Linked DNA regions of Arachis hypogaea: region 1 is linked to region 2. Evidence: chromatin contacts called from public Hi-C data. All regions are on one chromosome and are shown on one strand. The core of a region is the stretch at or near the end of the contact, and the rest is flanking DNA. Distances in the headings are between cores, read along the strand shown. Region 1 holds the start of LOC112732682 (ubiquitin-conjugating enzyme E2 5). Region 2 holds the start of LOC112732674 (general transcription and DNA repair factor IIH helicase/translocase subunit XPB1-like).

Evidence for each region. A called contact is a pair of places that touch in the nucleus more often than the background predicts.
Region 1: a Hi-C map of an unstated tissue shows a contact between it and region 2, with 4 times the contacts expected there. The contact joins the promoter of LOC112732682 here to the promoter of LOC112732674 in region 2. A contact is called at or near these places in 2 of 8 Hi-C or Micro-C datasets (leaf and an unstated tissue).

What each region holds. Positions count from the first base shown.
Region 1 is chr13:111,369,378-111,374,977 of arahy.Tifrunner.gnm2.J5K5, reverse strand. It overlaps LOC112732682 (ubiquitin-conjugating enzyme E2 5), which reads right to left and starts at 1,839. Exons shown (of 6, transcript XM_025781428.3): 1 at 1,414-1,839; 2 at 1,235-1,314; 3 at 808-922; 4 at 614-666; 5 at 352-480. The coding sequence starts at 1,763. LOC112732681 (AT-rich interactive domain-containing protein 2) reads right to left here. Exons shown (of 2, transcript XM_029291674.2): 1 at 4,674-5,600; 2 at 2,128-3,430. The coding sequence ends at 2,543.
Region 2 is chr13:111,032,918-111,038,006 of arahy.Tifrunner.gnm2.J5K5, reverse strand. LOC112732674 (general transcription and DNA repair factor IIH helicase/translocase subunit XPB1-like) reads left to right here and starts at 2,063. Exons shown (of 17, transcript XM_072212258.1): 1 at 2,063-2,469; 2 at 2,664-2,969; 3 at 3,059-3,115; 4 at 3,306-3,417; 5 at 3,975-4,062; 6 at 4,368-4,451. The coding sequence starts at 4,438.

The sequences.
Region 1 (5,600 bases), core at 590-3,089, 340 kb before region 2:
GATATTTGGAGCAAGAGATCTCCATTTGAGACCCATTATGCATTGATCCCTAAGGATTGTAACAAAACAGGTCATGCAATTTACCATTACTAAACAACAAAGCAAAAAATCTGCATGACACTGAAATACTAAAAACCAAAATCCTCTTGTAGCAACCCCAAAAGAAAGAAAAATGATAAAGCTCCAGCACAAATCCCAACCTGAAATCTTCTAGCATTTTAAACTAGGACAAGTGTAATAATAATCAATGATAATGAAGAAACGCTCTTACTTATGGTAGAGTGACAGATTACCTCAGTGTTGAGGAAGCATTCTAGAGTTATACCATAGAAACATGACAAGGATTATTACCTTTGACTTTTTGTTCATATGCTGCATGATCTCGCATCATTAAGGCAGCAGCATCACCATTCAACGGATCTGATGCGTTCGGGTACAGAAGAAGTTGAGGAAGAAACACTTCAAACACATTAACAAGGTCTGAGTGGAAATAAGAAAAATGATTACAGAATATTGAGGTGGTGGCTCTATCAAGCAAGGTAAGTACACTAAAAAAATTTCATTTTAACACCAACATATGCAAGGTAAAGCATGATATGACACTATTACTTACCAAACATGGGACTCCAGGTCTGGTTAATAACATCTAAGCAAACTGATCCAGACCTAAAAAAAAAACAGCATCAGTTAGCCACTGAGCTTTGCAAAGTGTTTGTGCAACAGCCAACACAAGTTCCACAGAGGACAATGATTCTGCTTAAACAGGACACAAACAATGAAACTTTTGGACTTTTGTGAAAAACTCACATTTCATCAACATTGGGGTGGTAAATTTTGTTTACAAAACCAATAGAGGGGGACTTATAAGGATAAGCATCAGGTAGCTCCACCCTAATCTTCCACACACCATCTTGATAGGGACCTGCACATGATTCCATAAGAGCAGAAGAAAGGAGAAGGGAAAAAAAATCAGTGTGGAGCACCTTTAAAGTTAACTAGTAGATAACATAATAGATCCTAATAAAATTCATCTTCATTGAGGAGAAAGAATGCTGCAACATCTCTCTACAATTACAAACCCCAGTGCACTAGCCTAATTCAAAACTCAGTAGCTGCTGTTTGAACTGCTGATCTTAAAACACACATAGAGACACAAACTACAAAGCCATGTGAATCTCCAGATTAATGTGAGGAAATTTACAAAAAGTGAAGAAATAAAAGAAAAGAAAATTACTGTCTTTTGGTCCGCGAAATTCTACAAAGAACTCTTGCATGCCATCGTTCATCATTTCCACCTTGTAATCACTCATCATCCTGATGCATATCAATCCAACACCCCAGATGAGAAAAGATAACAACTTTACACAAAAAACTCTTTTCTGAAATCGAAAACAAAAAGAACAAATTACAGACAGTTTCATCAAGTCCATGTCTCGACGTTTGCTTGGAGAAGACATCGTTTTTCTCTTTCTTTCTTCCTTTTTTTTTTTTTTTTTCTGATGGGTACAGAGTGAGTGTGTGTGAATCACTGAATTGTGCAGGGGTGAGAAAGGAAAGAAGCAATAATAATAAGAATAAAGATTTATAGGAAGAAAGAGGCTTACTCCACAGTCACACCCAAAAAGGAAGCAGGGTAAAAGAAATTGTGACCACTCACCACATATGAAATGGCGCAGTAATTTTTTCTTGGGAGTTGCGACATTGTTACTTGGAACAGAATATATATCCATAAAGCTCGCACTTTCGGTGATGCTCTTCAACATATAATCTAATATAATCTACACGTTTCTTTGGGTTCAGCTGGAACTAGAGCCATTCTTTTGTCACTTGACCTAGTTTCATGAATGACAAAAATTTATTAAATCTTTTCAATTTTTACTTTTACACATTTTCTTTTTTTTTTTTCCATAGAATCTCTCAGCCCAATAAGCCAGAGACTAATTCATCGCAAAAACTCTGTTTAAAGATTTATTGCTGACCAATAGATTAGGAAGGTTGAGTCTGGCTGGTCAATGGGGATCACTTTTTATTATTATTTAAATGTGACATTTAGAAAAGCTGAATAAATAAGAGAAGAAGAAAATCTATAGTTGAAACAAAACTCAAATGCCCAATCCAACCAAAAAGTAAAAATAGGAATCAATACATTGATCCAGACTAAAGATATGGTTGATCCCTTACAATCACAATGTTCTTTTCTCTTCTAATCGCATTATGTCTCTCTTAGAAATACATTGATCATCAACCATCTAACACAATGCTCCTACTTTATCCAAACTTGTAACCATCTACAGCAAGAACAAGCTAAGGGTTTGCCCAACGGTCAGACTACAAGACTAGTTTTACAGGAATAAGAATGCAGCCGCCAATAAGCACTGCATAGTTGGTAATCAAAAACACCAGAACAAGCCCAAGTTTTTTCTATCCCTCTGTATGACATCAAAATTCCAGTGTTTGAAAGCATTGAACCACAGAAATGTTTCCTAGACCTCAAAATGGTTCAGACCCGTTTGCATCAAAATCTTTTACTCCAATGTTGTCTTTAATCTAAATCAGTGCATTGCTTATTCAGTGAACACTCCAGGAAATTGGAACCTGGGATTTTGAGAGCTCCCATCCCAAAACCTTCGCTAAAAGATCCGAACTCCACTTCATCTTCATCACTATCAACACTATTTGGAGTCACACGGTTCTGATAGCTTCTTAGTTGAATAAGATACATATTAAAGTAATAACTCACCAAGTCCCTTCTTGTCTTGTCTGGAAAGTATCTTGATTTGTTGCTCCAGAAACACTTGTTTTGAGATGGAAAACTCTGACTCATCAAATCCTTGAATCTCTTTTCATCTTCGATTGTCCATTGAAGTGAAATTTCCTCACCCATGCGATCGAACCCCCAATGATAAAATGCAGAACCCAGGTCACGCCTCAATTTCATCCTTCTTTCAGCAATATGAAATCTAACACACTCAACAGAACCTTTAAAATGGCACTCACAATTGCCTTGTCTTCCTCTCCCTACAAGATCCGTTTCACTTGGAAGATCTAAGTCATGTTTCTGAGGCCATACTCGAGTGCCTAACCACTTTGAGTCACTCTCACAAACTTCACCTGTCCATTCTGGGACATCTGCTTGATAAAGAGGACCCACAGAAACATGCTTTTCCTGGAAATCATTTGCAGACTGTTCAATCACTGTCCTTGCAGTCGATGAATCTACTGTTGCAGTTGTTTTATGCAAGAAACAATTTTCGGCCTCTGTATTGACTGAACTTGTTAATTTTTTCCCATTGGCAGAACCTGAATTGCAACAAGAGCATGTGCGAGATTTAACATGTGCTGGCAGCCTTTCACTACATCTCAGTCTTGGAGAAGAATGGTAACGAGGTGCAACGTGATCCTCGTACATATCAGGGCACATCTTCTGCTTCTGTAAAATATACAGTTAAATGCAACAGCATCATAAATTTAAACATTCCAATTTAAAATCTTGTATCCTATAATAAATGCATAACCATTTATCAGTAATTAAATTTAAAAGTAAGATTCCCTAAAGAATTCATGATCAAGGACATACCATAGTATTAAAAAGATACACATCAAGACCTAACTGCTTCCAAAAGCAACTCTCTAACTCATATCCTTCATGTCATTTACACTTAGTAGGACTTTATTACCAATCTTCTCATTTGGATAAATCGTCTTAGGTGCAATTAGGAGCTTTAATATTCTAATTAATGAGAACTTAGTTTTAACTAAATTTTGAAATTTGTTTCAAAACTAGTTATTTTAATGTAAAAGTATATTAAAGTACATTAAAAATGTTAACAACATAAATAGATCTAGCAGTTTATATCTGAAGCCAACCCATTTAAAGATATATTACTTGTAATTGGAAAGACAGCTGGCTTTTTTCGCTTGAACCTGTACATGGAAAACTGAGATCCTCGAATTCAAATTTGATTAAAAGCTATGGTAATAGTATTGGTGTAATTTCTATGCACATCCCTAACGGAAGTTAAGATCCTAGTGCACAGAGCTTCGTGGAAGGTCGTATGTGTATAACCTACCCCCATGAGCAAAAAAGGCTGTTTCAATGACAAGGACACGTGACCAGCAAGTCACAAGTTACAAAAATTTTGTTAACGCCTCACTTTTTTTTAGCAAACTCTATACTGCAGTTAAAGTTCTTGATGGAAAATTAACACAAATGTTCCCTTTTGTACTAGTTACTGAACGAAAAAAAGGTGACAAACAACAATGACAAATATAACAACAAAGCCTGATTCCATTAGGTGGGGTTGGTTACATGATTTAAACAATGCCATTGCATCCAGTCATGGAGGGTTAAAAAGTTTAGAGATTAGTGCTGTAAATTTGAATTGAATCAAGCCAAGTAAAATTCGCGGGCTCGGCCAATTCCATCCAATTTTGGTATAACTTTATATTGAATTGTTGACTTTTAGCCATACTGAGATTGTCTGAACAGGAAAGAAACTAACAGATTGAGATCATATATACCTACATGTAAGCAGAATAAGGACACCACAATACTTGACATATATAAGTACAATGATAATTGATCATTCACGTGAAATGTACCAATTCACTTCAAGATATGAAGAAATGAAAACATACTATGGATAAAATCATTGTGTGCATTGCAATTATACCTGTGAAGAAGGTGTTTCATTGTTAGGTTGTGCGCATGGTTTCACCAACCGAGCCTCTCTTGCCCTCAGTAACTGGATGAAAAAGTCATTGCCTTTATACTCCTTCCACTTTGATGGTTTTGGTAATGGTTGCTGTAAAGGAACAAAGGGATGCTTTGCAACTTGCCTAACCCAGTTCAGCATTCCAGATAATGGTTCCCGTTTGCGCTTGCGAGAGCCAACTCCATTCTCAGCAATTGACGCGTTCAAGGTGACAGAGTATTCCTTAACACCATTACAAGCTTTTTCGTCATCATCAACATGGGAGTGTTGGACATCCTCATATGTATTTATTTTCTGAGTTTTGGTGTCCAATACATTTGGATCTTCCTTGTGGTTAACCAAATCAATATATTCTTTTATTCCATTTGATTCCATCTTTGCAAGCCCGTCATCTTTATCCTTTACGTTTAGAGATAATAGGCCTCTCAATTCTTTCTCTAGCTCTAACAGCAATGACTTAAAACCCCAATCACGCCCATGATTTTCGTTTCTGAAACTCTTCTCTTTGAAAGTCTTCCTGAGCCATTCTTCAAACTCATTCAGATACTTATCAAAAATTAATTTCATCGATGCCAAAACTTGGTGGTTCAAACCCATTTCCTTTGACACATAACCCCACAATCCTTTTCTTGACACAAAATCATATCCACCTATTTCCTTCACAAGAGAGAAGAGTTTGTACAAATCCACTGCTTGTCCATCACCCAGCAAAACCGGCATAGGCCGAACAATGCCACGAGAACAACTCTCCTTTAGATAAACCGGAAAAACTTCATCAAACAAGGTTTTAACTTTGTCATGGTCATCATTATCACTGTGATCGTTTAGATTCCTACAGTCATTACCATTACATACATCAAATATCTCAACTTCATTGAAATCTAA
Region 2 (5,089 bases), core at 814-3,313:
GATGATTAAATATGTTCATTTTTTTAGTCTAGCATACCTTTACACAGTCAAGGAAGTAGTTGATTTGTTTGCCAAAGAAGTGGTGCAACTTCATGGTTTTCTAAATTCAATTGTTCGAGATAAATTATTCAAGAGAAAATTTTAGGATGAGTTTAAGGAAGGTGGGACCACCCTCAAGATGAGTTGAACTTATCATCCACAAATGGAAGGTCAACATGGGTTGTCAATAAATGCTTGGAAACCTACTTAAGGTGTCTTATAGGTTCCAAGCCAAGACAATGGCCTAAATGGCTAGCTGTGGGTAGGACATTAACAAATTGTATGATTAATTGATCAAAACAATTAGAGTCTAGGAGTGAATTATTATTATTTTTTTGGACGTGTAGTGAATTATTTTAATTAGAAGACAACACTACATTCAGAAAGAGTGGAAGGGAGAAGAGCATACTAGCATTCTCTAAAACAGATATATAATAAGTTTTCCTTTGGAACTTAATTTTTGCAAGAACCATTCATTTTTGTTCGACTGATCGTCTATATTCACTTGTTCAGTATCTCATTTGAACGAGTTAGTTCATTAGAGAATTGAGATATAACAATAGCAACAAGTGTTTTAATTTGCAATACTATCTTGCCATAACTACTTTCTCATTCGGAAAATCTTTTTTACAATTCCATAGGAATGAAAGCAAAATGGAAAGTGTCCATAAGAAAAAGAATGAAGTGCCTTCTGTACAAATATGTCTCAACTAATTTATCTACATCCTAATAACATGATCTACATCCCATTCAAGTGAGAATCGATGTTTAGAAAGTCATCCTCATTGCACGGAATTATGAGACCACTCATTGGATGATCATATCCATATTTCTTCAACTTGACTCAACAATTCTTGAAATGAAGGTTGGTTCAAGTATGATATCAGAATCACGAACCGCCTCATGTTGTCTCCAACATAGACTGCAAGGTAGCCTTTTGGTATATCAATTCCCTTGGAAATTGTTTTTGTTGCCCTTTTAATACTTGGAATACGGAAATCCATGTTGTATAGTGGTTTTTTCAAAGAACTTGTATGAGAAATAAGTATTTGAGTTAGGATACTTGAGGATGCAAATGACTTGTGTTAATTTAGAACCCCAAGAAATTTGGTATATATAGATGCTAAGGGAAGTAGGGAATCTTCAAATCAATTTCCAACTGAAATTATTTTTGATGAGTGATAAAGGATCACATGGCATTGTCTTGGAGGTGTTTCTATGGATTGCTAAGTTGAAAAGGATTGCATACCCTACTTTCTGATACAGTGGCTAACAAATTACCCTCTTGAAAGCAAAGACATATGCATAGCATGGGTGACACCAAAAATATGTCCATGCATTAAACCATACATAATCTATTAATAGATATGCTTTAGACATCACACGTCCTCTTTTTCTTTCTCTTTTTCTCTCCCTTAGATTGACATTGATGTTGAAATGCATCTGCGAGGTGCCAACTTATACCAGATTGACTTTGAAAAATACTGTTACAAAGAGAACCAACATAGCATACATGATGACATGCCAGTGTATATATTCATAAAGTTCAAAGCATCCTCCAATCAGACTATAGATTTTGATTTATATATGCATTGAATTCCTTCTTTTTTCTTGGATAAAGATCATACAACAGTTAGATTCCTTTTTATTATTCTGAATTTTTGTAAGAATCATTGTATCATACCAAGAAAGACCAAAAGTGGAAAGTTTGATAATGGTTTTAGCTTCATACTCATGACAGCTGTTATACAAGTCACTGGCCTTTAGTCTATTTGGTTATTTTAGACCTAAAGTTTATTTGATTTGTTAAACTGACATTATTGGAAAGAAGGAAATATAGCAATGAATAAGTGGATTAAGATATCTTCAGATAGCTTCATACTCCCCTCGCATTAGTTAGTGTTTTTGGGCCGGACCGGCCCATGTTGTCATCGGCCCGTTTGTAGGACACGAGCGCGACCAACACCGTCTTCCCCGCCAAAATTCAATAGTATAAATATTAAATACGCAGACATTTTCTGTCGGAAAATTCATTGTCATTTGTCAGTTTTGTTTCTAGTTTCTACTGTCTTCGTTCTGGCTATTTCATTAGTAACTGTAGTTGGTTCATTGTCAAGAAAAGGAGGATATCTAATGGAACACGGCACTTTTCAGTTTTCACCCTTCATTCTAGCTTTCCTGATTTTCTTATCCTGCCGCCAATTCCATTGAAATGCACCGTAATCACACCGTTTCTTTTTCTCTTCTTTTAGTGTTTTGGTATTCTCAGGTGAAAAAGGTCGACCCTCCAAGAAACAGAAAACCGCGAAAGCCGTTAATTCTCTCCTACATCTCTGATATCAGTTCGTTTCTTTCATTCTCGCAAACTTCTGCTGTTTTGCTTACATTGTTTCAAACAGGGAGATGGCGAAAAAAGCATTGACGATGACGGTAATCTTCATTCACCGTCCAATTTTCAATTTCATGCAACCCTACTCTAGGGTTGAGGGGTTTTTGGCGTGAATCAGATGGTAGAACCAAATATTTTAGCAAATTGGAGTTGAAACCAGATAACCTAAATCGCCCTCTCCCTTGTACAAGCATGCTTACGATTTTCTCATTGCCATCACCGAACCTGTCTGCAGGTTCCTTGTTATTGGAATATATAAAAAGATGATGATTCCAGTACAAATATGCAATGTTGTGTTAAACGATTGGTGCTGCACAGACCGGAGTCAATGCATGAGTACAACCTTACTCCGCACTCCTTGTATGCCGCGGTTTCAGTAGGTCCGGAAACAGAAACAATCATAAATGTTTTGACCAAGTTGTCCAAGACCAAGCTTCCCAAAGAGATGATTAAGTTTATACATGATTCCACTGCAAATTATGGCAAAGTGAAGCCGGTGCTTAAGAAGAACAGCTACTTTGTTGAATCTCCTGTTCCTGAGGCATGTAGAAATGTCGGATGCCCCTAGCAAGCAATTTCTGCAAATGCTTTTTTCAGATCTTATGCGGTTCATACTTCAAATTTTTGCAGGTCTTGAAGACATTGCTCAGGGATAAAACTATATCTAGAGCAAGGATTGTTTCTGAGGTGCGTGATCGGATTTTCTTTCTGTTTAATATATTTGGGTGACTTTGGTTTGCCAAAATTGCTATGATTGTATATTATGTCTTTCTTCGTGTATTTGTTTTTCTTCCTCTTCCCCATATATAGGTGAAACTCAAATTCAGTATTGATTTTTATTTTTGTGGGGTACAAATGGGAATGGATTTACAATCAGCAAAGCAGCAGGTGAAATTGAAGGCACTCACGATGAGTTGTTCGATGAAGCAGAAGTAGCAGCTGTAGCTGAAGATAAAGAAGCTCATTCATTTGAAATTGATCCTTCTCAGGTAACATTGGTCAAGCTGTAAAAAGGAATGTGATATTTCTTTTTTGAGCACCTTAATCCATTTGTTTTCTCAACCTGACTGCATATAGCAAGACTTGGAACATAATGGTGCCAGATTATATGTCATTCATGTCCTAAATTAATGCAATAAATTGATTATTTTGAATATAAGAAGGCAAAAATTGAGTATATGAGGTGTCAAAATCCTTCACATGTTCAGTGCTTATAAGAAAGTTGAGATTGTCATTGCAAATGTAACGAAAGCTAATTTGAATATTTGGTTAGATTGTTATTAGAAAACAGGATAGAATTGTTGCAGTTGCTTCAAATCATATATTATATTTGTATGTAGGTTGAAATGGTAAAGCAACGGTGCTTGCTAAATGTATTAAATTATCCCATGTTGGAGGTGTATGACTTCAGAAATGATACAGTGATTATAATTTTTCTGGATCATAATCAATATGTTTATATATGCCAAGCATTGCAACTTTATGGCTTTGGACTTTAAATTAGTTTATCTGCTGCTCATGCAGTTACCCTGTTTTAATGGTGCAGGTGAATCCAGACATTGACATGGAACTAAAGCCTCAAGCACAACCTCGACCACATCAAGAGAAGAGCCTTAGTAAAATGTTTGGAAATGGTAATGCTGATATATTTTGCATGCACATGTATCTTTAAATTTCCTCTCTAGTTAAAAAATAAAAAATAAAAAAATCTTTACAGTTCCTCTTAACATGTTAAACTCTATGAGCACCCATCAGTTGTTTTTTAGAATTGATCGATCTGACTTCTTGAGTTGTTTGACTTGAGATATAAAAAATAATATTCCATCTTTCTGTGTATTTTGAAGACTACAATATTCGGGACCACTGTTAAACCATGCAGTGTATTATGACAAAAATTGAAGTAAAGGAAACATACACACCTTGGAACATATTTTTGCAGTGTGCAAGCCTATCAATGGTCCTTCCTCACTTGGAAACCTCATGTAATGAGCTAGTGGTATGGCGTTTGGATGATTTGTAGTAGGTATATATTTAATCTATATGCATTAGTTTTTACCCAAGAAAATATTTGGTTATTTATTTTATGGAAATTTATGAGTTGGTATGTTTATGTTTTTAGTTTAAAAAAACTGCTTAGAGATAATTGGCTTGTGGTGTGGCTGTATGGGGTTTGGATTAGAATGACTTCAGCAACATAAGTGCATATTGAAAATTAAATTACTTCTGGCTGCAATTTTATTGTCTTCCTCCCAGGTAGAGCAAGATCTGGTATAATAGTTCTCCCACGTGGCGCTGGAAAGTCCCTAGTTGGTGTTTCTGCAGCTTGCCGGATAAAAAAGAGCTGCCTTTGTTTGGCAACAAATGCCGTCTCTGTAGATCAGTGGCCTTTTTAGTTTAAACTTTGGTCAACTATCCGTGATGAACAAATAACATCTGATAGCAAAGAGAGATTCCATGGTAATGCTGGAAATGTTGTGACAACATATAATATGATTGCTTTTACTGGTAAACTGTCTGAAGAATCAGACAAGATCATTGAAGAAATAAAAAATAGGGAATAGGGATTGCTCCTCATGGATGAGGTTGTCATGCTAAATTATGGTTGTATCCTTCTGGCTTGAATTCTTAAATAGACATAAATTTTGCTCTCACTGAGTATGC